Regions from separate parts of the Mus musculus genome. Here regions 2, 3, 4, 5, 6 and 7 are each linked to region 1. Evidence: chromatin contacts called from public Hi-C, HiCAR-type, HiChIP or PLAC-seq and promoter capture Hi-C data. All regions are on one chromosome and are shown on one strand. Each heading gives the region's core, a stretch centred on a gene start, on an enhancer-like site or on the middle of the called end of the contact. The rest is flanking DNA. Distances are from core to core; before and after follow the strand shown.

Region 1 (3,650 bases), core at 349-2,848:
ACAATGTAGCCCTGACTAGCTTTGAACTTAAGATAATCCCTGTCTCGACTTTTCTCTCTCCCAATAATTTAATTGCAGGTGTGGGCAACCATGCCCACGTGCTTTTATCCCAAACACTCCCATCAGCTTTGCTGTGGAAAGATCCTCCTGCCTGCAAATATGGAGATCAGAGAGTCAGTTTAGCAGACCAATGGTGGTACAGTACAGGAGACAGCCCCAGAACTGGCCTGGGTGTCAAGGGTAACGTGAGAAAGTGGATAGAGGGTTAGAGAGTACTATGTGTTGACTTTAGGGAGTTAACAAGAAATCAAGGGTGCATACAAACATGGAGCAAGGTCTCAGAGCTTACAGGCAGACCCTGACCCTCTCTCACCATTAGCCAACAGGTAGCGCACCAACTCCTCATGCCCACAGAGGCAGGCATAGTACCTAGGAAAGGGGGAAGCTGTCAGTAGGGTAGGCCCACCCTGCCCACCCAGCTACCCCACCGCTCACACTCACAAAGGGGTGCTGTCCCACTTATCCCGCACGTTCACCTCCACGTCTCGCTGCTCCAGCAGGTACCTGGGCAGGAAGTTCAAAGCCTGGGTCAGAATTGCTTCTCATCTGGGAGAGAGACAACCAGGAAGGGGAAGGAGGCCACATCTCTCTGGGCTAGGGAATGCCTCTGAGAAGGGTAAGGCCTGGGACTACACAGGTCTGCAAGGGTCTGCAACTGTGAGTTGGGTGATGGCTTCATGGACAGAGGCCAAGCCCCAGGTTCAGAAGGCTGAGAATTTGGTCTTTTAATATCTGGGAGAGAGAAGGTGATGGGGCCCCTAATTCAGCCTGGGGAGCCAATGGCAGGGAAGTCAGAAGAAAGCTGATGCAGGCACTGGGGGCGGGGAAGGAGGGGAACAGAACAGATCTATGGAAGAAGTGGAAAAAACAATTGATAAAATGTTGAGGAGAAGAGGTCATGAACCAGAAAGCGATCACTGGGACATGGCAGCCCAAGGAGGCTATCTGAGGCAAGACCTGAACTCTCAGAGCTGCATTCAAATTGAGGGACGGATCATTAACTCTGAGGTGGCATCTGGTGTCGGAGAGAGCTGCAGCTTGGTCACATCTGTTGAGGACCAGGGGACTTGGAAGGAAGGGCCATGGGAGAAAGGAGTCTATCAAAGAAAAGGGTCAGGATCCTTCTCTTCCCTGCCTGCCCACGGAGATCACGGTCTCGGCGCCAGGCTGGTAACTGGCTGCACCAGCGGCGCCTGCGCCTCTTGGAACCTCCACGGAGAGGAGTCGTTTCCCTGCACCGAGCTAAGTAAGGGACCTAGAGCCCGATCTCCCTGACTCGGTCAGCTTCGGGAGCCCCACGGCGCCCAACCCCACACCCGTGCCCGATAAGCCCTGCGGACGCCTGCCCGCCTCCTGCACTTCAGGTTCTCACCGCACACGGCCCACGTCCCCTTTCCTGCAGCTGGCAAACAAGTCGCTGGTATCCATGGCGAAAGAGACTGGACCCCCGGCCGAGTGATCTCGGGAGTCGTCTGTGCCCGGCCGGATGTAAACACTCACCGCCCCGCCCCTCGCGGCACGGCCTAGCTATGCCCGCCTGCGACTCCGCAGCGGCGCCTGCCGCCCGGAGGACCGTCCGGCCCGAACCCCGCCCTCGCATCCAGAAGGCCGCTCCCCAAGGCCGCACCCAGTAACCTTAACCACGCCCACTTAGCCTCTGGGGACTTCTAGCCTTCACCCCGCCCACCCGTCTAGAGGACAACTCAATTCCCCCAGGTTCCGCCCACTCGCCCGAAGAATAGCTCACTACCAAGACCCCGCCTCCTCAGAAGAGCTTCACCGGAAGAGCAGTTCGCTGCAGGCCCCGCCCACATTTCTTGGGATCCGTTCTGAAAACAGCACCTCCCACAGGCTTGGAACGCTTGTCAGTCCTGAGTCTAGCTCGGTTCAGGTCCCGCACATCAGGCCGAGGCCTCGCCCACCAGGACTTTTCCCAGCCTACTTCAGGCTCAGCCCACCCGGCCTGGTTCCACCCAGATGACCTTATACTCCCTACCCTCCGCCCACATATCCCTAACCACGCCCACAAACTCCATGAAATTCCCAGCCCACCCGTCCTTGGCCACGCCCAGCCAGCCTCCCTTGCCCCACCTACTCCTCCAGGCCCATCCCACCCACTCCCCGGAGTGCAGCCCTCGGAAGGCAAAAAACAGGCGTGGAGGCGGAGCGGCCCGCGCGTCTTAGCGGCTTTAATGGAGTCCTGGCGCGGGGAGCGCGCTGGCCTCGGGCAAGCGCTCGGGGCCGGGCAGGGCGGGGTGGGAGCTGCGCCGCGGTCGCCTGCTGCGGTGGGGAAGCATAGTGGTCCGCGTGGAGGACCGGGAGGGGCGCGGGGCCGTGGCGTCGGGCAGTCTCGCGCCCGTGGCCCGGCGCTCACAGGTGAGTGTCCTCCTCGAACACGTCCGAGTCCTCAGGGTCGCGTTTGCTGCCCATGAGCGCGCTCCAGCTGCTCGGGCCGTTGATGGCCCCACCGTTCAGGCTGGGCTGCTTCTCCTGCATCTCCGACTGGCTGTCGCTGGCCACGTCCAGCGTGGGATTGTCGTGGCAGCCGTTCTCCACGAAGCGCAGCTCCTCACCGTGCGACTGCAGCAGCAGGAGAGAGCGCTAGGCGCGCACAGTGGTTGGCCACGCCAAGCCCCCAGGGTACTACTCCCTTGGGGCCCAGGATACAAGTGCCTGCAACTCAAACCTAAACCTCTGCAGGTAAACCCTGTGACCCCCTTGGTGTCACTTGATCCCTTCCAACAGCGCATTATACATGAGACAGCCCACTCAAAGCATACGAGATAGGGCAGAATGTGCAGGGCCTGCCCCCTTTCTCTTGTGCAGGTTGCAGGAGCCTTTGGCTTCTAGGACTGAGGGGAGCAGCTGCTCTCAAGCCTTGCAGAATGGGGCACTGGGGTTAGGAAGAGCTGGAGGAGAGGAGGGATCCCTTGGTGAGACTTAACTCCCCCTCACTGTGTATCTCCTCGAAGACCAGGCTCAGAGAGGGTAGATGGTGGCACTGAGCACAACTGAGTTGGTACAGGTTTCTAGGTGAGGCTCTTGGGTAGCACTGGGTGATACTAGCCACACTCTGCCCTACAGTCCTAAGCCCTCCCTGGCCTACTCACCACGTGTTTGAGCTTGGGCATCCGGCGCTGCCAACAATTGTAGAGTAGGCCAAGCACAATGATGATGAAGCAGATGACACCAATGATCACCAGCACTACAAAGAGCGTCCCGTAGTCACTGCGCACCTGGGTGGCTCGTGCCTGGCAGCTGCTGGTGGTGGAGTAGTTCTGGATGCCAATCTAAGAGTGGGGGTATCAGGAAAGCCCTAAGAGCTAACATTCCAAGGGTGAGTTAGAGCCCCTGACAGCCCTGGGGCCTGGACCTGCATAGAGGGGCATACCATTCTGTCCCTACTGGTTCATCCAAGAACACTTCCAAGCCTCTCCCAGGGTCCACATTCTTGGCTCCTTCACTTCCTCACTGTGTTTCTACACCAACACAACTTTGAATGCACCAATTCTGGCCCTGCACATCACTGAGACGTGATGACAGTCACGGCCCAAATAGATGGGGCCCCACCCCTGTCCCCATCAGTTTCA
Region 2 (3,650 bases), core at 646-3,145, 2.9 Mb before region 1:
GAGGAGAGGGAACAACTTATATAGTGCATGTAGCACGGACCCTTATAAGGAACAGATAGATATTGTTTTAATTAGTGGGATGCATGTACTGTGTGTGTGTTTATATGACTTGATACATATGTGAGAATCAATCAGGAGAGAGAGAAAGATGGCAGAGACCTCTCCAAAGGCAGGAGAGCTAGAGAAGGCCCAGGTACAGGGGCCCCAGATGGCTCACAAAGCAGCTAGACAAGGAGAACAACCTTGCTTGAAAGAAACCAAGCTACCTGAGGTCAGGCTCTGAAGTGAGTCTGGCAGAAACAAAAGGCATGACTTATGGTTAATTCACTCAGGGGTGTGATTTGCCACCATCTTGCATTCCATGATCTGTCAGCATCTCATGGTTTGTATGGTCTGAAGGAGAGCCTTGTCTGAGTTGACAAAGGAATCAGTTGGGTTGGCAGAGAACCAAGAGACACAAAGTTCACTGAGACCAGAGTGAAGACATTAAGACCTCTGAGCCTCCAACCATGTGGACATACATTTTGGAGCTAAATTGACAGTAGATTTAACAGGATTCAGGTGGGGCTGAACACCATGAGCACATGACTATAAAAGAATAACTAAGACCCTACTGGGGCAAGGCCATGCTTAGGAAACTCATGGCTTGTCTGTCCATGCTGCCTTCAGTTTTCTTTCATATGGTAAACCAGAAGCTGGAACCCAGGTCCTGGTGAAAGCTGCTGTTACCGACTGAAGGCAAAATGCTCCCTATAAGTTTATACATTTAAATATTGGTCTCCAAATGGTGTCACTGTTTTGGTAGGTTGTAGACTCTTTGAGGCCTAGGTAGCATTAAGTGGGACTACAGGAGTAGGCTACATGGTTATAGTCTACTCAGATGGGGACCTGAGTTCTGTTCCCAGCTTTACCCAGCAGCAAGGGCACATTCCTGCCAAAGCCAGAAGCTACTCCTGCTATGTCACAGACCCACCTACCCACCCATCCCCCAATACCCTAGCTTAGTCAATCCTCAGGGAAAAAGCCTATTTGTGGTCTCTTGTGCTACTGGAATTGAGTCTCTGCTGCAGAATAAGGATAAGAACCTGCAGTGGCAGGTCCTTGTTGCTTCTCACACATTCTGTCCTTGGTGGCCTCCTTAAGAGCAGTGCCTTGATCTTAAGCCATTCACTGCCTCCACAATGCCAAAAACAGGAGGTTTCACCTCGGTTTAACATAGTGTCCGGGAAAACTCAGTGTCCTGAGGAACGCCCCTCTTGGTTGAGGGTGTTAATGTGGCCCCAGTCTTCCAAGCACTCCTGGAGCTCCTTCAATCAAAAACACTCACTCACCTCCCCAAGTGGATGCCTCCCTAATTCCTCCTGAGAGCCCACTTGATAAGAGTCCAGAATGTTCTTGCAAAGGGCAGTGAATCTTCCCGTGGTGGTACTCTGTCTCCACCCCAGGGAGAACCTGAGGGTTTCTAAGGAGAGCCAGGAGGCTGGCTAAGAACAAAGGCACGACTCAAAACACCATTTCAATTTCCACCTTTTCCTGAAAAGCACCTGTTTTCCTCTCTGTCAGCAACTCAGGCTCTGTGCTGAGGAAGACTCATCGGAAGAAGGTGAGGGCGACACCCACCAGCATCTGAAAGACTTCCTGAGCAGCTCAGCAGCTCAGCAGCTCTCACCTTGGGCGGGAACTGTGTCTTCCGGAAGTGGCGGACTTGTTTCCGTGGGGAAGATCTTTCTGGGACGACCGAGACTAAAGGTGAGCTCCGCTCTCAGGAACTGACCCAGCGAGTGCTTCTCCTGCCTTGCGGACACTTTTCTCCTGAGATGGTGAGCAGACTCCTGGCCCAAGTTCACTGCGCCCCCTCCAAGGCCAAGTGTGAGAGCAGGTGTAAGAAAGGGGTGCGCGCCTCAGCGCTGCTCTGGACGCGCGGCGCCCCCTGGCGGCAGGATCCGAGGCTGAGGCAGGATCAGAGAGCAGAGGCCACTGAAGATCTTGTGCTTGTAGGAGTGTGTCTCTACTGGTCTCTAAGGCTTCATGCTCAGTAGGTACTCAGACTTTGCCTTCAATCACGATGTTTCTAATTAAAAAAAAAAACACTCATTTCACTACTTTAATAATCTTGTGTATACAACATACCTCGAGGTCATGAAACTACAGTCCATAAAGAGTCAGAGAAAAGTAAAACAACTAGATCAGTGTTACTCACCCACAGAGACCTGTGTGCAGAGCACATTTTCATTTGTGAGGATGCTTCAGGCTCTGAATAATTCTTATGATGTTTGACCCATGGCCAATTTGGTGGCCACCATCAGATTTCCCACGACAAACTGAAAAATGACGATGAGAACTACATGGAAAATATGTTCAACCACTTGAAAGGAAAGCTTGTATCTGAGAGAAAGGAAGCCCATGACTGAGGAAGAAGGCGGTCCAGAGATGTCTCAGACAGAGAAAACACTAGTTCCTTGTATTTTTTAGCTACTAGTGGTTTTGAAAGATATCTTAGCAAATGTCACTTCAATTCTGATATCATTGAAGAGGGTGGAAACAAATGTTACCTAACATCTCAAACGGAAAGTCATCAGGTTTGTCTAAACATTCTTCCTGACATAACAAGTACCTAAGCAATCAACACCGTTAGGGGCTGGGAAGACGAGGCAAGGAGTAATGCTCTTGCTGGACTCGCATGAGCACTGGGATGGTGAGAACCCCACACCCAGACTCTACTTGAAAATGCTGGGAGGGGTGGCAAGGGAGCCATAATCTACATGTTCAAGTCAGAGGAGGACTGTTAAGAGCTAGTTCTTGGGCTGGGCGGTGGTGGCACACACTCAGCAGGTGGGAGGCAGAGGCAGATGGATTTCTGAGTTCGAGGCCAGCCTGGTGTACAAAGTGTGTTCCAGTACAGCCAGGACTACACAGAGAAACCCTGTCTCTAAAAAACAAAACAAAACAAAACAAAACCTTCCACTGTGTGATCCTGGTGCTTTACTTGGCGTCCCTACCATGGAAAGAGTGGGATAAAGAGGTGGCAGGAACTCCTCAGTCAGTGTTGGTGTGAGGCTGCTACTGTCTGCACTACTAATGCCAGTGTCCAAGTTAGCCAGCTCCACAACACCTCTAATGCCCCACCACACTGTGAATGCCAGTGCAGGGATGAGCTGCCCCGAAGCAACCCTGTAAGCAATGCCAGTTACTAAACACATCCTCCACTTTGGCCTGTGTGCTGCTGGTACAGTTTATTAATGTGTGTCTGGAAGATGATTGGTGAAGCTCTTATTTTCTCCTTGAGGTGTGTTTGATCCCTGTGAGCCTCAGATCAAGAAAACAAATAAAGTGTTTCCATTTCCCAGGAAGGAAGTTAACAGAAGTTCTCATGACTCTCAAAGGGCAGTTTGAGCCCATGTAAGAACAATGGTCTCTACAGTAACCAGTGAAGTCCAGAGCCTGTGTTATGCTTTGGAAAAACTTCTCATTTCTACCTAGAATGTGCTGTGAGGAAAGGGGATGTAGGAGCTAGGGATAGGCTCAGTCAGAAAAGCGCTTGCCATACAAACATTAGGACCTGAGTTGGATCCGTAGCATCTATGTTCATAACTGAGGCATGGTGGCCAGCCCTTGTAAATTCTAGCTCTGAGGAGGCAGAAACCAGAAAA
Region 3 (3,650 bases), core at 584-3,083, 2.7 Mb after region 1:
GTGCACTGACATGCATGCAGGCAAACACCCATACCCATAAAATAAAAGATAATAAAGTAGAATTTTTTTTCAGGGAAAGAAAAAAAAAGAGGAAGAACAAAACAGGATATTGAGGGAAATGAGACTTGGTTTTATGAAGGTTACATTTTTTTCCTCAGACAATCAGATAAGAAGATCACTGAAGAATAAGAGGTTGACAGGGCAGTAACTGGGATTCTGTGGTAGTTGGTTCCCAGGAATGACTACTTTATGATGATCATGGAGTGAGTGTCTTAGACCTGAAGCAGAGAAGAAATTAGCCCCATCAAATATCCATGATGAACATTCTAAGCCAAAGAAACACCAAAGGCCAGCCTCCAGATAAATATACAGCATATCTAAAGAGCAGAAAGCAGGTCACTAAAGAACCAGGCATCTGCAATCCCTGTGATCAGGAGGATTAGACCGGAAGTCAGACTTCTAGACCAGCCAGCTGTTTAAATAAACAGGAAAAAAAAAAATCAAAATAAGAATATCTGAAACGGAAAGATCCAGATTTCTAGGCCAGCCTGCTGTTTAAAATAAACAGGAAAAAATCAAAACAAGAATATTTGGAAAGGAGACAGAATTGTGACAGCCTCTAAATCCTGTAGGAAACCAGCTAAGTGAGGAAGATGCTATACTTGCAGAGCGCAAGTCTGAGGGGGTTTTAGATAAGAAGACAGAGGCATGAGGTTTTGTTGTTCTACATCCGTTTGGCTGCTAGATGATGACCTGAGGCAGACAGATGAGAGGAAGCCAGAAAAGAAGCAACGTGAAGTTCACTTACTCAATTGTGGACAGGATCTCCAGCTATAAAATTAAAGAGAATTAGGTACAGATTTCATTGGTTCCGAAGCTGACTGGACTTGCTGCCGAACTGGCAGTTAAGAAAAGGTGTGATTTATTGAAATGGAACAACTGGAGGATGGATTTGTTTAAGAGGGAAGATGGAAGTTTTGCTTTGTTCAAGATCTAGGTAAGAAGCGCATTCTAGCCAGGGCGCAGTGGCAGACACGGGTTAATCCTAGCTCTAGGGAGGCAGAGACAGGTGGATCTCTTGAGTTTGAGGCCAACCCGGTCTACAAAGTAAGATCCAGAACAGCCAGGGCTACACAGAGAAACCTTGTCCGGAAAAACAAAGCAACAACAACAAAGCACATCCTAAACTCTGGAGTTACACTGGATGGCAGTCGGGAATTTGGAGAGAGATCTCGCACGCACTAGAGTCTCCCTCCGTCTTGGTTTTGGGGTCTCCTTGAGACACCTGGTAACTGCGAAGCTTTCTGCTGCTCAGCCTTCAACACTTGCTTAGAGGCTGAACTTGGCTCTAATGGTTAACAGAGGGGTTTAAGGCTGATAGCAGAGGCCCTCGGGGACGCCGCGCACCCGGCCGTGGAGACCTTGCCACAGGCGCAGATCCGCTCCGCCGCCCGCACCAGCCTCAGCCACCACTGCCTGGCATGTTGCAGACTCGGCCTCTCACCCGCAACGCTCTCCTCGTGCCGGGCTACTTTGTTGTCCTCGGTTTTCTGGCCCCGCTTCCGCCGCCTTCCGTCTGCGGTGCGCTTTGGGGCCATGCTAGCCAGAGGCGTTCCTCGGGACTACCGCGCAGGACGCCGCAGGTCTCCGCGTGCCCGCCCCGCCCGGAGGCGGGCCACGCCTGGCCGCGCCCCCAGCCCAGGGTAGGACCACGCCCTCGAAGGAAGCCCCGCCCCCATGCAAACTACGAGGGCGCGAAGGGACAAAAATAATATAGTTCGCCTTCAGTGCGTGGCGGCCTAAGGTTTCTGAGTTCCTGTTCCCGCGAGAGGTGGAAAGGGCGCAGCGTTTGAAACATGGCGGACGACGTAGATCAGGTAAGTTTGACCTGAGGCGTTCGAAGAGGAAATGCTTTCGCTTCTCGCTTTTTCCACGCTTCCCGTGGGATGGCCCTTTTCTTTTTTTCCGAGTCACCACGGCCTTCCGTAGCCGGGCCTGCTCCTGAAACCTCCGTAGGCCCAGAGTTTCTCAACCCGCCCGTCTACCCATCGCGCTCGTCGTCGCCCTTTCTCTGTAGAATGAATGCAGGCGGCTGGAGATGCCCATCTCTGGGAGCTAGCTGTCGGGATTCCGACAGAAAGCGGGAGGTCGTAGCAGGACACCAGTTTAGCAATCCGAGTGAACACGGGGGGCACAGGCAGTGGTTCCCTTGGAGTGAATTACGAGGGGAGGTCAGAGGAAAGGTGCAGTTCTAGGAGATGGAGAAACTGCTAGAGATGGAGTATGAAGAAAACAAGCAAAGATCTGGTACACAGGCCAACAGAAGGGCCTACGGGCCTCTGCACCTACCCTTCCCTATTTCTTAGGTAGCTGGTGTACCTTGGCCACCAAAATGTCTTTCACACCCTCACATGCACACACAGCCCCTGCACACACACACACACACACACACACACACACACACACACACGTACGTACGTGCTACCCTACTGTGTTTCTCTCCAGAGCATGTTGTTTTAAATATGTATAGCCCCTGCACACACACACACACACACACACACACACACGTATGTACGTACGTACGTGCTACCCTACTGTGTTTCTCTCCAGAGCATGTTGTTTTAAATATGTATTTATTTAAAGTGTTTCTTCCACAACTAGAGTGTAAGTTCCTTAATGGGGATTTATTGGGGCTGGAGAGGTGGCTTGGCAGATAAGAGCGCTTGCTGATCTTGGAGACAACCCTGGTTGTGTACTAGCACCCACATGCTGCTCTCTCAGCTGACCAGTGATTGAAACACCACCCGGCCTCTGTATCCTATGAGTAAGCCTTTGCCTTTCCTCAGCAACAGACCACCAATACCGTAGAGGAGCCCCTGGATCTGATCAGGCTCAGCCTGGATGAGCGAATTTATGTGAAAATGAGAAATGACCGAGAGCTTCGAGGCAGACTACACGTAAGTCTGTTAAAACATCTCAGAGCCAGAGGCTGCATCCTACCTCCTTACAAATTAGAACTGCAGTGTAAACTTACTTTTTTGAATTTCTTTTGGGAATTGGAAAATCCTTCTATTCACTTTTAAAATATGTTTTCCTTAACCAGAATGGTTTTTTAGAGAGGGGTGGGACTCCGGTGAGACAGAACAAGGCATCTGATCCCCTGGAGCTAGAGTTACAGACTGTTGTGAGCTGCCTGATACGCTCAGGTCCTGTTCAGGAATCCAGTGCTCTTAGCTTGAGCATCTCTCCAACCATAGAGAACACTTTCGTTTCCTTCAGTTTTGTCTTCTGCTTATTTATGAATAAACTTGTTTGTTCTCTTGGGTTTAGACAAGGTCATACTAGAAAACCTGGCTAGCTTCAAACTCCAGCTCCCTCTGCCTCTCTCCTGAGAGCTGGGATTACAGACATGCTCTTCATTCTTGGCATTGTCCTGGATTTTTTAAAGTTATTGGATAGGGTATTTTAGCTTTTGACATATAAAGCTCTGTTTTGTCATGAAAAGAATTAAATAGCAGGCTAGAGATAGTTTGCCTAGCATGCGGCAAAGCCCCTACCCTAGCACTACCCAAAAAAAAAAAAACAAAAACAAAAACAACTTCATAGAAATGGGTAAAATTAAAGGCGAAGTTCCATTTTTCTCTATGTCT
Region 4 (3,650 bases), core at 592-3,091, 2.6 Mb after region 1:
TTTTTTTTTTTCCTGAGACAGGGTTTTCCCTGTAAAATAGCTCTGGCTGTCCTAGAACTCAGAGGACTCCACACACCTCTGCTTTCCAAGTGAGGGATTAAAGGCATGTGCCACCACGCCCGGCTTTGGGCTGGTTCTTAAAGGATAAGTTAGCAATTCAGAGAGCTGGAGGAAGAAAGCACCTGACAAAGGGCACAGCCAGAAGAGCTGAGGAGCAGGAGGAAGAACATGAGACTGGAAGAATAACACCGCATGGTCTCCTAAGTCCTTACATACTATTTTTTGGTTTGTTTTTGGACAGGATCTCACTATGTAGCTCTGGCAGGCCTGGAACATGCAATTTATTTTACACTGGCCTTGAACTCACAGAGACTGTAGGTAGCGGCATGTGTTTTTAATTCCAGAATTTGGGACGAAGAGAAGAATTTGAGTTAGGGGCACATACTGAGACTGTCTCAAAAACGGAGAACCACTAAACACATACACACACACCTTTTGAACCAGGAAGAAGACGGGCTCTATGTTGCATTAGCAGCTGATGGACCCATCCTCCTTCCTGAAAAACCCGAGGTCTGTAAATCCATCAAGAGGGGTAGAAATGTTTATCTGCATAGCCTCCTTAACTCAAAGACTCGTCATCAACCTACCAACTAGGTTGGAGGAAACAAAAGTCATCCTAGGAATCCGCCTAACAGTGCTGGGTCAAGGACTTTCGTATGCGGAACACCAAGTGCTAACCAACAGAAACAGTCCTCGGGAGAGGCACCAATGATGATGCTGGGAAGGAGGGGGTTCTACAGCGGACTGGGGCCTTCTAACTGGATGTATGGCCTTGGGTGGATCACTTCCTCCTTTGTACCTCATGTTCTCTAGACTTAAGAGTAAAGGAGCTGAGAATTCTGGGTGAACCAAGTCTCTCTGTAGCTTTGTATTCTCAAGAGCCCTCCAACTCTTTCCTGCCTTGGGCACGTGCTTCGTGAATACCAGAGTAAATGACGCCTGATCTCTCAATTTACAGGAGTGGAAACTAGGGCCTGGCGGGTTTGGCAGCTCAGACATAAGAAGCCAGTCAGTGCTGGGAGACCTTAGAGCAACAGATTGGTCTGGATTCTTCTGGGTTGCTGCTTACAGGTAACAACAGGTAGTGAGTGGTCCTCAACGTGGCTAGAAATGACGGAAGAAAGGAAGCTCTTTCATAGCGGGTCCCGGTTTCGTGACCTGATGTGGGTTCCTGGATCGAGTAACCTGTCTTAATTTTCCGTTTGATAAGACGTGGACAGTAAGGGAACCCGACATATAAAAATGGCTACGTTAAGTTTAAAAGCGTGCCTAGTACACAGAAGGCGCTCACTAAATGCTCCTGCCAGATGCACTTCAGCACGCCCACTCTAGCCCAAGCGGTAATTTTTCGGGATAGCTAAAAAGCCTGGGCGGGATAGAACCACGTGGGGAGTGCTAGGAGCGACGGTGTCTAATTCCTAACAGTCCCCGATTCCCAGCCAGAGACAACGTGCTCCACACTGGCCAGGCCCACGTGAGGCCCTCCGAGGCCCGGGTTCGGGCTTCACCTTGACCTTGGACCGGCCTCGTTCCTCACGGAGCCTCTGCCTCTCTCGTCTGGAAACCGCCGCGTGAGGCCCACTAAAGGGCCCACAGCCGCTCGGTGGAGACCACTTGATCGCGTGTCTCTCGCAGGCCCGTCCCGGCCGGTCTCCATGGCAGCGCCCGACTCACCTTCCTGCCGGCAGTAGGACATGGTTGTTCCCGACAGTCCTCTGCAGCTCGCAGAGGCAGCGGGCGCGGCTGGAGCGGATACACCTTCTCGCCGTGACCTCCCTCGCCGCTTCTCAGGCCTGGCGGGTGGCACTGAGGCCCGCACAGACCCGCCCCCTCCAGGCCTGCCCGCCGCGCGCCTGCCTCCGCGCGTCCTAAGCACCAGAACCGCTTCTCAGTCGAAAACTACACTGACCAGCAGCCCTTGCGCCTCTCCAACTAGACCGATACTACATTTCCCAGAAATCTTGCAGCGCGCACGCGCACCAGTGAAATACAGTGGTTTGTAATTTTGTGGCGAACGTGTCAGACGTCGGACTACATTTCCCAGCAGCCCTTAAGATGCGCACGCGCAGACAACTTGAGGCTTAGGCAGGGCGGTAACTTTTGTCCTGCGTCCCGCCAGGTCCTGGATTCCACGAGAAGTCTTGCAGCTCTGTGGCAGACAGGAGGTCACCGTATTCTGCGTTCCGGTCGTCAGCCCAATTCCTAGCGGAATAGAGCAAGACGGCGGCAGCGAACCAAGCCCACCATGGCAGCGAACGTAAGTGCTTCCTGATGCCCGGGTGACACCATCATCCGGGCCGCTTTTTCCCTGGATCCGCGCTGGGTCTTACAGGGGTGCTACCCCAGTGGGTGCAGCTGCCCTCAGCTCTCTGAGCTTCTCCATCTCGGGCTGCGCGTTTGTGGGCCTCAGCAATTAGTCGAGTCCGCTCGTGCACGGCTGCTTCTTCCACTCCTAGTTTCTCTCTGGGCCCCTGGGGATACGAAACTTGGGGAACTTGGGGAACTGAAGGACCACGGGGAAAGTGTCTATTGGTGAGCAGACTGATGAGGTGATCCTGCCCAGGTGGAACTGTCCAGCAAATGCTTCTTTGGTCTTCGCTCCCTAGGGGGTGTGTACTCAAAGGCTGTGTGATGCTACTGTAGCTGGACTAGCCTGGCTGGATGACGTGGAGAGGGAGACTTTTCTCTGCTGCCGGGTTCCTGGTGCACTGATTTGGTTAGAGCCCCTAGCTGAGGATAGTTCACCCAGACCTCTGGCCTCTTCCTACTGCAACTAGTCCTTAAGAATTTTCCTAGTGAATCTTAACATTCATTCAACAAACGGAGCAACACCACCTACTAGGGGACTGGGTGTGGGAGAAGCCGGTGAGTCACCAGTGCCTCTGGTGAAAGCGCCTCTGAAGCCATCTCAGGAGCACTGCCAGCCCCAGGCACACCCTTACTCCCTCCTTGGTAGAGTGTCACTACAGCCCTCCTTGGGCCTGTTACACCCTCTTCCCAGGCCCCTCCTCAGTCCGGCAGACTTCACCTCCTGGGAGGCCGGAGTTTGTTTCACCCACTGTGCAAGCAATATCTGTTTGGCATATTGTCTGGCCCTGGCAGGGGAAGAGAACCAAAGGTTAGGAATGCTGCACTGGAGCCAGAGGAGAAGGCAACCAGCAGGCCAGCCTGGCAAGAGCAGGCAGACCCCTTCTGATCCATCTCATCAGCGTCATATCTCACCGTTCCCCAGAAGAAGACACCTGCTTGGGGGCTCGTAGCCAGCTTGGCATGCTACATCCCCAGCCTGGGAAGGTGCTGATGAGGGCAGACTTTGGAGACAAGCCCGGAGGCAAATCCAGATTCTTCTACTCTAACTCCTTTGGGTTTACTCTCTCATGGGATCAGTTACTTTGAAATTTGAGGAAGGTTGCTGGGCACAGAGCCTGGTACATGGGAGGTACTTAATCCTTGAAAAAGTTACTCTTAGAGGCTAGCCCACACAGTCTTGGTAGGCAGAGACCATCTTGGATTCTCACACTAACAAACATAGACACAATGGGATATCTTCAGATGTCTTTGTCCATTTATTGTTATATTACTTTCCTGGG
Region 5 (3,650 bases), core at 376-2,875, 2.5 Mb before region 1:
TTGCCATACTGAAACTAACAAAGTTGTCTTACCAAAGGCTTCCCACCAGATCTCAGTGTGACTAACAGCATTACTGTAGAAGCAGCTGCTGAAACTACCATGATACACATTAGAAATAAAGGAGAAAGTGAGAAGTGTTAAACTGTGCCTTTATTAGAAAGAATTTTCTATGGAATCTGGAATCATGAAGTGAGTCTCAAGAGTCTTGCCACAGTCTGGTGTCTTCGCGGCTGAGGCAGCCATCTTGCCCTGCTAGGATTTAAATATTCCAGAGTCTTCCCCTCCCTTTGCTTTGACTTTGTGCACAGTGAGAGAAAAATGGACACTGAAGGGTCCGCTTCAGACCCCATTCAAAGTACTTGCAAAGCACCTGGTCTGTTGGGTGACCACTGCCATCGCCCTGGCTCCAGCTGCTCCTGGAAGATCCCTGTAAGTCCGGCTTCAAGTAGTGGACACATTTTATCCCCAACCCTGGTATCTGAGAGAGGGAAAGCCCAGCCATGGAGGAACACAGCTTTTCTCAAAGGACAATGGGTTGTGTGGCTTTTCCTACCCTCAAAACAGAGCTAGCCTGCCATCTAGTGGCGAATCACAGCAAGTGCCTAAAATCTCAAGCACTCTTCACACGCTAGTCTTTTTTTTTTCGTTCCAGGCTATTCCACAAAGCTTCAACCTTTTTTTTCTGTTTTGCCCTCTGAAGCTTCCCGTACCTGCCTGTCATTCTTTTCCTTCTCCAGAGTGCCAGGCAAGGGCCTTCTAGTTCAATACAAAAATTCAATGCTAGCTCGCCGAGAGAGATTTCCCGAAACACTCGAACTTTCCCTTATCTCTATGGGACCACTTATAGCCCAAGCTCTTCTAACGCAGCCTTTAGTAGCCCTCTTCCTAACCTAATGATGCTCCCCTCTGCATCGGCCCATGGGAAGAAGGGACCACTTGTGTTTCAGAGATGACTGCATAAGACAGTAGAAATGGGAACACGAGAGCACATGGCTGACAGAACCAATCCATTCAGAAACAGCTCGCCCTTACTCAACGGTCTCGCTATCTACAGCCCCTCCATACCCCCACACTACTCTTGAGACAATCTAGAATACCGTACCCTTTACTCGCAGTAACTAGTAACTCGGCATAAATGTTCACCAGCTGGGGAATTGACAAAGCAAATTGTGGTATGTACATTTAATGAAATTCTGTTCGGCAACAAAAAGAAACCAAGACAAAGATAGCAATAATAAAATCTGATCGAGCTGTACAAGAGCTGCTAATTACATTCGCTTTTTTAAAATTGGGATTGACAGAGGGAGAGAGAGAAAGAGAGGAAGAAAAGAAGTCAGACGACGAAGAGATCTTTGGCCACCAAAAGCCTGGCTCCACGGAAGAACCAGCGGCGCGCCCGCTGTCTCCTGCCTGAAGTTGCTTAACCTAGACGCCAGGGGGCGATGAGGATGCGGGAACGGGAACGCTTACTGAGGACAAGGGCGCAATGGCCAGGGGCCAGGGCGAGGTACTCGGAAGACTGTGCGGTGACTCGGTGGGGGGTCGGGCTCAGCGCAAAGGGGCGGGACTCACTAGCTAGGGGCGGGGCGCAGCCGAGGGCGGGGCGAAGCCGGAGGGTGGGACTCAGTGGCTTGAGAAGCCCGCACGGGCGCAGGGGGCGGGGCGCAGCGGGTGCACACGCGGGCGCCGGCGCGGCTGAGCTCAGGGTCGCCATGGCGGAGGTGCAGCAACTCCGAGTGCAGGAGGCTGTGGACGCCATGGTGAAAAGTGTGGAGAGAGAGAACATCCGGAAGATGCAGGTAGCGGCGCGGTCCGGCGCCCAAACGGGATTGGAAACTCGGGCGGGGGTGGCGCGGTGACGTTCGAGCTCCGGGCCTCGCGTGGGGCGGTTTCCTCCCACCTGGCCTCGGTGACGAGCGTTCGGCCGCCCCTGAGGTGATCTGGCGCGAGGCTCGGAGGGACCGGCCCAGGAGAACCACCAGACCGAAATCCCTTCGGGCCGTCCTGCGCTGATTTAGATGCCACGAACCCTGAACGCCCGTGAGCGTGGGCCCCGTCTCCCTCACCCTACTGGCCTCGCTTAACTTCACCCCTTAATCACCCTCTACTGTTTCGATCGCCTTGTGGGGCGTTGACTAGCCAGGCCGACCTCTGAACTCTGCTACAGAAATACAAAAACTGATTTTCAGAACGTGGTTTCTTCCGGTTCAGTCTTGGGTACATTATCTTATCAGTGAGCTCATAGCAGCACACAGGGTCTCTTTTAACCCAGGTTGACTTCCAACCCCCGATCTTCCTGCCTTCACCTTTGGAGTGCGAGGATTACAGGCATGGGCCACCACCCTGGCTTTGTGCTGTGCGGAATGGAACGCAAGGCTTTCTTAGAACTAGCAAGCGCGCTCCCAAGAACATATATCCCCATCCTACAAATGTTAGGCCTGGTAACCGTCCCAGTCTTACGAAGTCCTGATGATACGGCGGGAAAAATAAAACAAAACAGGTAGAGAAGCATGGCCTCCAAGGCCTTGTCCTTCGAGAGCTGTCCTCAGAGTCTTTCCAGTCTCACCAGGCTCTGTCTTCGCTCCCCAGGGCCTCATGTTCCGGTGCAGCGCCAACTGCTGTGAAGACACCCAAGCATCTATGCAGCAGGTGCACCAATGCATCGAGCGCTGCCATGCGCCTCTGGCTCAAGCCCAGGCTCTGGTCACCAGCGAGCTGGAAAGGTTCCAGGTCAGGAATGCCTCACAGCTCCCAAGTCCTTGAACAGCAGCTCCTTGGCAGGGGATGAGAAACACTCGTTCTGCCTTAGGTCCTGTCAACACTGGTGGGAGCCCTGGTGTCCGTGAGGGTTGATATTCTGGAAGAAGCCCTGGGTGTGCTGTTAAGTTGTGCTATATTTGCCACAGAAACAGTAATATAAAAGAAAGTTACCAAGGGGGTTTCTAACCAAGCACCTTTATGCCTTTTTGATGTACCAAATACAATCTATGTTGTGTTGTATAAAATTCCTTAAAATGTATATTAATTTGGGGCTGTAGAGATGACTCAGCATTTAAGAGTACTAGCTGCTTTTCCAGAGATTCAGTTCCTAGTACCCACCTAAATGGTGGCTCACAGTTATCTGTAATTCCAGTCATAAGTGATCTGAAGCCCTCTTTGGCCCTCTGCGGGCACTGCACAAATGTGGTGCACAGACATTATATTTAGGCAAACACATAAAAAATAAAATCTCAAAAACAAAAGCTATGGAGCTGAAGAAATGGCTCAGCAGTTAAGAGCACGGGTTGTTCTTCAGAGTCAGGTTCAATTCCCAGCACCCACACGGCAGCTCACAGCTGTCTGTAATCTCAGTTCCATAGGACCGGACACCCTCACACAAACATACGTTCAGGGAAAACACCAATGCATATTAAAAAAAAAAAGTAAAGGTATAAACTTACTTTAGTTATTAATTTTTCTCTGATTGTTTCATACAGGTAATGTATTTTAATAATTTTCTATCTCCCCATGCTTTCTTAGATACCTTCCAACAGGTCTTCCTGAGTTATTTTGTTTTGTTTTGTTTGTTTTTCCCCTTTTGGGGGGTGTGTGGTTTTGTTTGTTTGTTTGTTTGTTTGTTTGTTTCTAAACAGGATTTCTCTGTATAGCCC
Region 6 (3,650 bases), core at 529-3,028, 2.4 Mb before region 1:
CTCTGTGAGTTCAAGGACAGCCTGGTCTATAAAGTGAGTTCCAGGACAGCCAGAACTACTTTTTGGAAACCCTGTCACCAAAAAGAGAAGAGGTATGTTTCAAGAAGACACACAGTGTATGATTCTGTTTGTATGAAATACTCAGAAAGCAAAACCATAGAGTCAGAACGATCACTGGGCTGGAAATGGGTAAAGCTTGTTATTGTTGAACACCTATGCTGATAAACTAAAAGCCATTTTAAATAGATTTCCACCCACCCCCAGAGTGTTCAAAATACTTTAAACACTTAAATATTTGCCATACTCTTCTTTAAAATTATTGTTTGTTTCTTTGTTTGTTTGTTTGAAGAGAGGCGCTTGCTTCTAAATAGCATTGGTTGGCTTTGAACTCCTGAACTTCCTACCTACTTCTGCGTTCTGAAGTGTGGACAATATTTGTTTTCTGTCTATAATATAGACTCTATATAATCTGAAAATATGACGTACTCTAGAGATAATTATAGAAGTAGAACTCCCAAATGTGGGGTGGTGGTGGCTCATGCTTTTAATCCCAGCATTAGGGAGGCAGAGGCAAGAGGATCTTTTGAGTTTGAAGCTAGTTTAGTCTACAGAGCTAATTCCAGGACAGCCAGTTCTGCACAGAGACCCCCTGTCTTGAAAAACAGAAAAGTTGAAAGAAAAGAAGGAAGGAAAGGAGGGAGGAAGAAGGAAAGAGAGAGGGAATCCCAAATATGGCAGAGTACGCAATTGGTTCTCAACCTGTGGGTCGCGACCCCTTTACCACCCCTCTATCGCTGAAAGTATTTACATTACAATTCATATCAGTAACAAAATTACAGTTATGAAGTAGCAACAAAAGTACTGTTATGGTTGGGGTCACTACAATGCCAGGAACTGTATTAAAAGGTCGCAACATTAGGAATCTTGAGGACCACTGATGTAAAAGAACGACATTGGATACAAAAACTTTCACGTCTTTAATAAATGCTTTACATAATATGTATAGTGTAATAAGAAAGGATAAAAAAAAGTACCGGAACCACATTCCAGAGCCATAACTCTGAACCCTAAGCAAGGGCTGACTGTTGAGATTCTTCTCACCAATTTGCAACAGTAACTCTGTTATTACCAGCTTTTCGATTACATTGGGTATACAAAAGAAATCCAGACATAAATATGATTCCTGCTCGCAAAGTATTGCTTATTGTCAAGTAGACCTTATTTTCTTACCACAACTCTTACTTCTAAATAATAAGCAAAAATGAAAGTCGAGATTTTTCTCAAACAGCCACTCAACAGCATTGGTATGAGAAAGAATGAATCGTTTCATAAAGCAACGGAAAAAGTGCAAGTATCAATTCGTTCTAATTTTCATTTACATAAATCAAGAATCCAATAGGCAGAGATACTAACGTATCTCCTATGAGTTTTCGGACGCCCAAATCCTCAACAGCGCCGCTGGTGTAGTGGTATCATGCAAGATTCCCATTCTTGCGACCCGGGTTCGATTCCCGGGCGGCGCATGTCTTTTCTCTCTTTAAATAGTGTGCAAAAAGAAAATTTTCCTGCTAGAAAAACACCTGCTATTTTATTTCTTTAACCTCCCCAAGGATTTTTAATTTCACTATATAATTCACAAATGAAACACTCCGCTCTGAAACTACAGAAATCCTAAACTACTGGCATTGCGTCTGCGCACTCTGAGCCATCCCTTGCCTGGTGGCAGCGCGGCTGCGCACCAAGTGAACCCCGTCCTTGAAGCCTAAACCCGGCTGCCAGGAGGGTGAGCATGCTAGCTGGCTGTGCGCATGCGCGGCACGGGTCACTCGGCTGCCGGCTCCTAGGCGTCCGGCTCGCCGCCATCTTGGATCGGGGTTTCATTGTTCGCGGTAGGCCGGGCCTTTTTTTGTGTAATCGCTGCCAAAGAAGAAAGCGAAGTAGCCTCCGGTCAAGCGAGGAGGCCGGCTCTTCCGCAGCCATAGCCCGCCTCAAGGATTTGGGAGGTAGCGAAGGGCAGGGAGCTGGACCCTGAGGTGCCGCCGCGACCGCAGCAGCCATGGAGGACGAGATGCCCAAGACTCTGTGAGTCTGGAGCAGCGTTGAGGGAGGCGGGATGGTGGTCGCCCCGTAGGGAGGCCGCGGCCCTGCGCCTCTCTGCAGCCTATTGTTCTCCGTGGACGCCGCGCTGTGGTGGTTCCTCCCTCCCGTGCGCACGCCAGGATGCTTAGAGCCGAGCCGGGCCGAGAGGACGATGGCGGGAGAGGGGCTCGGCCCCTGTCACCCCTCGGCTGGCTGCACCCGCGGCCCCCAGACCTGGAGGAAGGACTTTTCATTCAAAGCTCTCCTCAGGACTCGGCACGTCCTCCTGGAGTCCCATGCTTGCGTCCTTTTTTTCCCCGCCCCCTCTTTTCGATGAATCTTTTCCAGATTTCCATCTGGAACGTCCTTTCTCTTTTCTTTTGGTAGGATTTTTTTCATTTTTAATTCTTGAAGGCTGAGGTTAAAAACTTTATACTTGCAGTTGAGAACTGGAAAGAAAAAAAAAAAAAAAGCCAGACATCTTTCTCGAAGGTCTTCGGCTTTCCCTCTGTAGTACTCCCCTGACCCTCGACCAAAAAACCTAACTGGACACCCAAGGATGTTGAAACCGTTCTTAAAAAATGGAAATCTCACTCGGAGGGATGCATCTACCGAGGGAAAGTGGGTTTCATTAAAACATATTTACCACCATTTGCGACTAGTGGTTGACATTTTTATTAATGGAGTAACTGTGGTCAGTCAGGTGTAAGCATCTTTAGTGAATATTTTGTAACTCGAGTCTAGGATATTGTCTTTGTCATGTAACTTCCCCTTGCATTCTTTGTTTTTCAACGCACGGGTTGAGGCGGTTGTGCCTTTGTTGGGTTTCACAGGGCAAAAAAGAAAAGCTCAAGAAATTGTGGGTTTTGGTTGTTGTTTTTTTCTCCCGGTATATTTGAAGATTGCAACTTGATGTATCGTGCATATAGTTCATATAAATGAAGTAGGATGAACATGTATCATGTTACGGGCCTTAACTCTGCACCTAGTTCCTGCCATAGCTTTTTATTTCTAGAATCCTGGTACTTTTAGAGCTATGTACATTTAGGGTTCTTTTTGACATTTTCTAGTTATTAAAATTGTTCTGAAGTACAGATACGTTATTCTTTTTCCCCTCGCCCATTTTCAATTTCTTTTTTCTTTTGTTTGTTTTGTTTTATTGAGACAGGGTGTATCTCTGGCTGTCCCAGACTCACTATTACAGACCAGGTTGGCCTAAAATTCAGAGATTTGTCTGCCTCTGCCTTCTGAACACTGTGATTAAAGTCTGTGCCATACACTTTGCCCCAATTTAAATTTCAAGTTGCTATTTTTAATGTATTATGTGAAATATACTTACTTTTTTTTTTTTTTTTTTTTTGGAAACAGGGTCTTTTATATAACCCAGGTTATCCTTGAACTATACCTATACTGGCTCAGAACTGTTAGTTCTGTCTGAGTCCCAGGTGCTAGGATTCAGATATTGCCTACCCAGTTTGCATTTTTGTTTCTTCTCCCTCCCTCCCCATCCTGGCTGGCCTGGATCTTCCTTTGTATAGTAGGCAGGCTTGCAAACTTGTGAAGGTTCTCTT
Region 7 (3,650 bases), core at 508-3,007, 2.3 Mb after region 1:
CTTAGGATGAAAGCCACCAGACACTAAACAATCCAGAGGGTACTTGGCATGCGTCTGAGGTATCTGAGCTTTTGAATGTCTTTCCCAGTCCTCCTACTGAGAATATAAAAATCTGCCAAGACCCATCAGCAACTCTCAGGAAAGTGCAGTTAGAGAGGAAGTAAAGACAGAAAATGTTATTCTAGGAAGAAACATACAGAACTTCCTAGGAAGCAGCACACAAATACACGCCAGGAGATTGATTCCCTTGGAGCCAGCTGTTTTAAATAGTCAGCTTCCTCTCTCTGGCCCATCTATCAAGCAGACAACTTCAACAATGGAGTGAGCATGTATCCCTCCAGAGTATTAACAGCTGACCTCCTCACTCAAAACAAAGCCCCAGAGAAGAATAAACACTTCCCCTTGGGTAAAGCATTTACTCCAAACTGCAATGGAAAGACTCTGCCTCTTCATACTCCAGAGGCCAACCTAAAGACACTCCAGACTGACCTCAAAGCGGCACTACTGCCTCAGCCTCCCTAGTGAAGTAATTATAGAGGTACAGTGCCACCCCCTATGAGGCAGACTTTTAAAACAAATTAAATTTGAGAACTACATATAGCAGAATGTGGCTCTGAGCTCTGGGCATCATATAGAACATTAACACACACACACCTAGCTAGTTAAGCCTTAGCCTAGATCAGTGGTTCTCAACCTTCCTAATGCTGTAAGCCTTTACTACAATTCCTCTGTTGTTGAACTGTACTAAAACCATAAAATTATTTTGTTGTTACTTCATAACTGTAATGTTGCTACTGTTGGAATCATAATGTGAATATCTGACAGGAGGCCCCAAACTGGGTTTTAACCCACAGGTTGAGAACCAATGACCTAAACACATTCTTAAGGAGGCTGGCAGCAAAATGTAGCCTGAGAGAAGGAAGGGACTATGTCGCACTAGTGAGGGTGTGGGTCAAGGGTGTGACCTGATCACACCCTACTCAGCCTGCACCCAGCAACGAGAAGTTCTCCCTTCATCTGCCTAGCCAAAGGCTGGACCGCAACACCCTGCTGGAAGCCAGGTCATCAAGGCAGACCCTACTCCACCAGCATCTAATTCCTTTGCCTCCCACTTCTGAGCTGGAAAATGGTCCTTTCATCCAAGATTTAATGACTCTCCCTAAGTGGCTTAACGGGTGTGGTGTGTCTCCCACAGACTCCTTGCCCAGGTCTCTACAGACACTCTTCTCACACCAGTCAGGCGCCAGGGGTGAGTCCCACCTCCCCCGTCTCCCACAGACTCCAGAGCGTGGCTGCTCAAGCTGGAGCTCCTCAGGGCCCTGACAGCTGGGGACCGAGGCCACGTGCGGCGCTGCCCTCCATGGCCCGCGATCACAGCCTCCTCTTCCCGCGCAGCCCAGACGCGAGTGGCCCAGGCGCCATGCGCAGAGAGAGAGCGCGCGCGCCGCGGGGTCACGCGGGGCCGGCTGGAGCGAGCACGCCACGCACCTGCGGCCCAAGCCCCCTCCCGCGCGCACCTGCCGCCTCCCGCCGGGCCCGCGCGCCTCACCAGCGGTAGCAGCCCTCAGAAGCTTCCAGAGTGAAGTTCACGCGCGTGGCCCGCGTGAAGGGCAGCAGCACCTTGGGAATGTTAAGCTTGGCGGCCGCGGCGGGACCCACTACCTGCAGCAACAGCAGCGCCCAGAGCGCCGGCTGCACTAGTGAGGCCCGCGCCATCCTCCCGGCCTCGCTAGCGCCCGGGCGCGCGCTCCCGCGCCCTCCACCGGCGCGCGCTGGGTAGCAGGTGGCCGCGTGGGGCGGGGCGAGCGCAGTGATGGGCGGGACCGGCGGGAAAGCGGAGAGCACGCGCCTGGTGCTGAGCCCCTAGAGCGCGCCGAATCCTGCGAGCTTTTTCAGCCCCGGAGCCCGTAGCGCGTGGCCTAAGGCCTCTGCCGCGCGCCCGTCTCTGGTGGCAGCCTTCCAGCAGGCTCGCTCTTGTTCATTCCGCCTTGTCTGGAGCCTCTGGCGGTGGAGCCAGGACATAGCACTAAGACAGGCGCCCTAGGACAGTGTGGAGCGCTCACTGATTAACACCCCCCCCCCCGCCCCCTTTCCAAAGCCACACTTCCCCAGGGGCCAAGAAGGTCTTGAGATATTCCGGGATCAATCCATCAGCAGGACAACACTGGGAACTTCCTGTTAAACAGCCCCATGGATGCTCCAAGGGAAATATCCGAAAGGTTAGTGAGGGAACAACACGTCCCTGAAAGTAGACGGTGCAACCTGACTTCAGCTGCACTAGGACCTGGATCGACCAGCGGGATCTGGAAGAAAAGTGACAGGCTGATGTCATGCATAAACAAAGACTTGAAGCTGAATTTCAGGCCGGCTGGGGAAGCCTCCTGGAGGAGAAACTCTCTGGAATGGATACTAAGGTCTCGCTGGGTTTCTGAGAGGCCACCATTCCTAGTCTATGTAGTTTTTGTTTGTCAGTTTGACACCAACTAGTGTCTTCTGGGGAGAGCAGCCTTAATTGGGAAAATACCCCCATCAGATTGGCCTGTAGACCTGTTTATGGAGCATTTTCTTAACTGATGATTGATGAGGGAGGGCCCAGATCACTGTGGGCTGTGCCACCTCTGTAAAGGAGGTTCTGAAGTGTTAAGAGAGCAAGCTGAGCAAACCATACGGAACAAGCCAGTAAGTTGTCTTCCTCCGTGGCGCTGGCTTCAGGTCCTGCCCTGGTTGAGTGCCTGGCTTCCCTCAATGATCCAGTGTGGCTGGGATAAGGAAGCCGAATAAACCCTTTCCTTCCTAACTCGCTTTTGCCTTGGGACATTTGGATACAAGGAGGGACATTTGGAGGGCACCCTCAGGCCCTAAGGACCCTGGACCAGGAATGGGGGTGAGAGGAGCTACCCAGAAGAGGACAAGTCTTCCAGGCTGGGTACCACGTGCTACAGGAGGAGGGAAAGTTCCACCATCCTCTTCCAGGAAATAAAAGAAAAGCAACGCTCCTCCAGGGTGTCTGTGCAAACTCTTCCTGCGCGTTCTTGGTGATGCTTCATTGTTTTTAGTTTCCAGCGCTGGAGATCACACACCCGGCTTCACTCCTGAGCCTTTCATGCTTTTAACCAGGTACTAGGATCAGGTGGCTAAAATTAAAGAGGTTCGAAGGAATTCACAGTGACAGATCCATTCTTCATCCAGGACCTGCTATGGGCAGCCAGTGTCTTCCACATAGGATGCATTAGTAAGTTTGAGAGTGCCTGGATCCCATGGCAGGCAGGTAACCAAGATACATAAAACAGACCTGGTAGGACACAAGGAGACTGTAGTCTTTAGACCATTATGATCACAGGACCCTTTGGTTGCAGTTCTCTGGTTATCCAGACGTCAGTAACATATATATATATGTGTGTGTGTGTATGTGTATGTGTGTGTGTGTGTATATATATATGTGTGTGTGTGTGTGTGTGTGTGTGTGTGTGTATGTGTATATATATATATATATATATATACATACATTTATTTATTTGTTTCTTTCTGTTTATCCTCAGAGCCTGAGGGTGCCCTCCAAATGACCCTCCTTCCATCCAACTGTCCCATGACAAAGCAGCTTAGGAAGGCAAGGTTTATTTGGCTTACTTATTTCAACCACACTGGGTCAT

Evidence for each region. Promoter capture Hi-C pulls out the DNA fragments that hold promoters and counts their contacts. A called contact is a pair of places that touch in the nucleus more often than the background predicts. HiCAR-type assays count read pairs that join an accessible place to other places. HiChIP or PLAC-seq counts read pairs in DNA pulled down with a chosen protein or histone mark. Capture Hi-C pulls out chosen DNA fragments and counts their contacts.
Region 2: an H3K27ac HiChIP or PLAC-seq map of thymic regulatory T cells shows a contact between it and region 1, with 13 times the contacts expected there. The contact joins the promoter of Nat8f4 here to the promoter of Abtb1 in region 1. A contact is called at or near these places in 1 of 484 Hi-C or Micro-C datasets (CD4 T cells) and 1 of 115 datasets of contacts at active chromatin or transcription factors (thymic regulatory T cells).
Region 3: a contact with region 1 is called in a promoter capture Hi-C map of adipose tissue, with 3 times the contacts expected there. The contact joins the promoter of Lsm3 here to the promoter of Abtb1 in region 1. A contact is called at or near these places in 2 of 39 promoter capture datasets (liver and pre-B cells), 2 of 484 Hi-C or Micro-C datasets (CD4 T cells and regulatory T cells) and 2 of 9 other capture datasets (adipose tissue and liver).
Region 4: a HiCAR-type map of embryonic stem cells shows a contact between it and region 1, with 4 times the contacts expected there. The contact joins the promoter of Chchd4 here to the promoter of Abtb1 in region 1. A contact is called at or near these places in 3 of 39 promoter capture datasets (cranial neural crest, liver and pre-B cells), 1 of 115 datasets of contacts at active chromatin or transcription factors (embryonic stem cells) and 2 of 9 other capture datasets (adipose tissue and liver).
Region 5: a Hi-C map of CD8 T cells shows a contact between it and region 1, with 8 times the contacts expected there. The contact joins the promoter of Fam136a here to the promoter of Abtb1 in region 1. A contact is called at or near these places in 1 of 39 promoter capture datasets (pre-B cells), 1 of 484 Hi-C or Micro-C datasets (CD8 T cells) and 2 of 9 other capture datasets (adipose tissue and liver).
Region 6: a promoter capture Hi-C map of liver shows a contact between it and region 1, with 4 times the contacts expected there. The contact joins the promoter of Tia1 here to the promoter of Abtb1 in region 1. A contact is called at or near these places in 1 of 39 promoter capture datasets (liver) and 1 of 9 other capture datasets (liver).
Region 7: a contact with region 1 is called in an H3K27ac HiChIP or PLAC-seq map of embryonic stem cells, with 4 times the contacts expected there. The contact joins the promoter of Nup210 here to the promoter of Abtb1 in region 1. A contact is called at or near these places in 1 of 484 Hi-C or Micro-C datasets (B cells), 1 of 115 datasets of contacts at active chromatin or transcription factors (embryonic stem cells) and 2 of 9 other capture datasets (liver and pancreatic islet).

Annotation. Positions count from the first base shown.
Region 1 is chr6:88,840,337-88,843,986 of GRCm38.p6, forward strand. Abtb1 (ankyrin repeat and BTB (POZ) domain containing 1) reads right to left here and starts at 1,599. Exons shown (of 12, transcript NM_030251.3): 1 at 1,433-1,599; 2 at 502-564; 3 at 374-429. The coding sequence starts at 1,488. Podxl2 (podocalyxin-like 2) reads right to left here. Exons shown (of 8, transcript NM_001347327.2): 7 at 3,171-3,350; 8 at 2,221-2,640. The coding sequence ends at 2,431. It overlaps Gm15612 (predicted gene 15612), which reads left to right and starts at 2,518. Exons shown (of 3, transcript NR_045880.1): 1 at 2,518-2,760; 2 at 3,145-3,650.
Region 2 is chr6:85,903,043-85,906,692 of GRCm38.p6, forward strand. Nat8f4 (N-acetyltransferase 8 (GCN5-related) family member 4) reads right to left here and starts at 1,896. Exons shown (of 4, transcript NM_029331.3): 1 at 1,670-1,896.
Region 3 is chr6:91,514,202-91,517,851 of GRCm38.p6, forward strand. Lsm3 (LSM3 homolog, U6 small nuclear RNA and mRNA degradation associated) reads left to right here and starts at 1,834. Exons shown (of 4, transcript NM_026309.2): 1 at 1,834-1,877; 2 at 2,847-2,957. The coding sequence starts at 1,857. Xpc (xeroderma pigmentosum, complementation group C) reads right to left here and starts at 1,687. Exons shown (of 16, transcript NM_009531.2): 1 at 1,505-1,687. The coding sequence starts at 1,598.
Region 4 is chr6:91,471,582-91,475,231 of GRCm38.p6, forward strand. It overlaps Chchd4 (coiled-coil-helix-coiled-coil-helix domain containing 4), which reads right to left and starts at 1,842. Exons shown (of 3, transcript NM_133928.2): 1 at 1,735-1,842. The coding sequence starts at 1,756. It overlaps Tmem43 (transmembrane protein 43), which reads left to right and starts at 2,126. Exons shown (of 12, transcript NM_028766.3): 1 at 2,126-2,317. The coding sequence starts at 2,306.
Region 5 is chr6:86,364,021-86,367,670 of GRCm38.p6, forward strand. It overlaps Fam136a (family with sequence similarity 136, member A), which reads left to right and starts at 1,626. Exons shown (of 3, transcript NM_025591.3): 1 at 1,626-1,799; 2 at 2,590-2,730. The coding sequence starts at 1,713.
Region 6 is chr6:86,402,441-86,406,090 of GRCm38.p6, forward strand. Tia1 (cytotoxic granule-associated RNA binding protein 1) reads left to right here and starts at 1,779. Exons shown (of 13, transcript NM_011585.4): 1 at 1,779-2,082. The coding sequence starts at 2,057. n-TGccc4 (a tRNA gene) reads left to right here and starts at 1,453; the gene lies at 1,453-1,523.
Region 7 is chr6:91,115,069-91,118,718 of GRCm38.p6, forward strand. It overlaps Nup210 (nucleoporin 210), which reads right to left and starts at 1,758. Exons shown (of 40, transcript NM_018815.2): 1 at 1,550-1,758. The coding sequence starts at 1,716. It overlaps Gm30364 (a long non-coding RNA gene), which reads left to right and starts at 2,153. Exons shown (of 4, transcript XR_003956467.1): 1 at 2,153-3,117.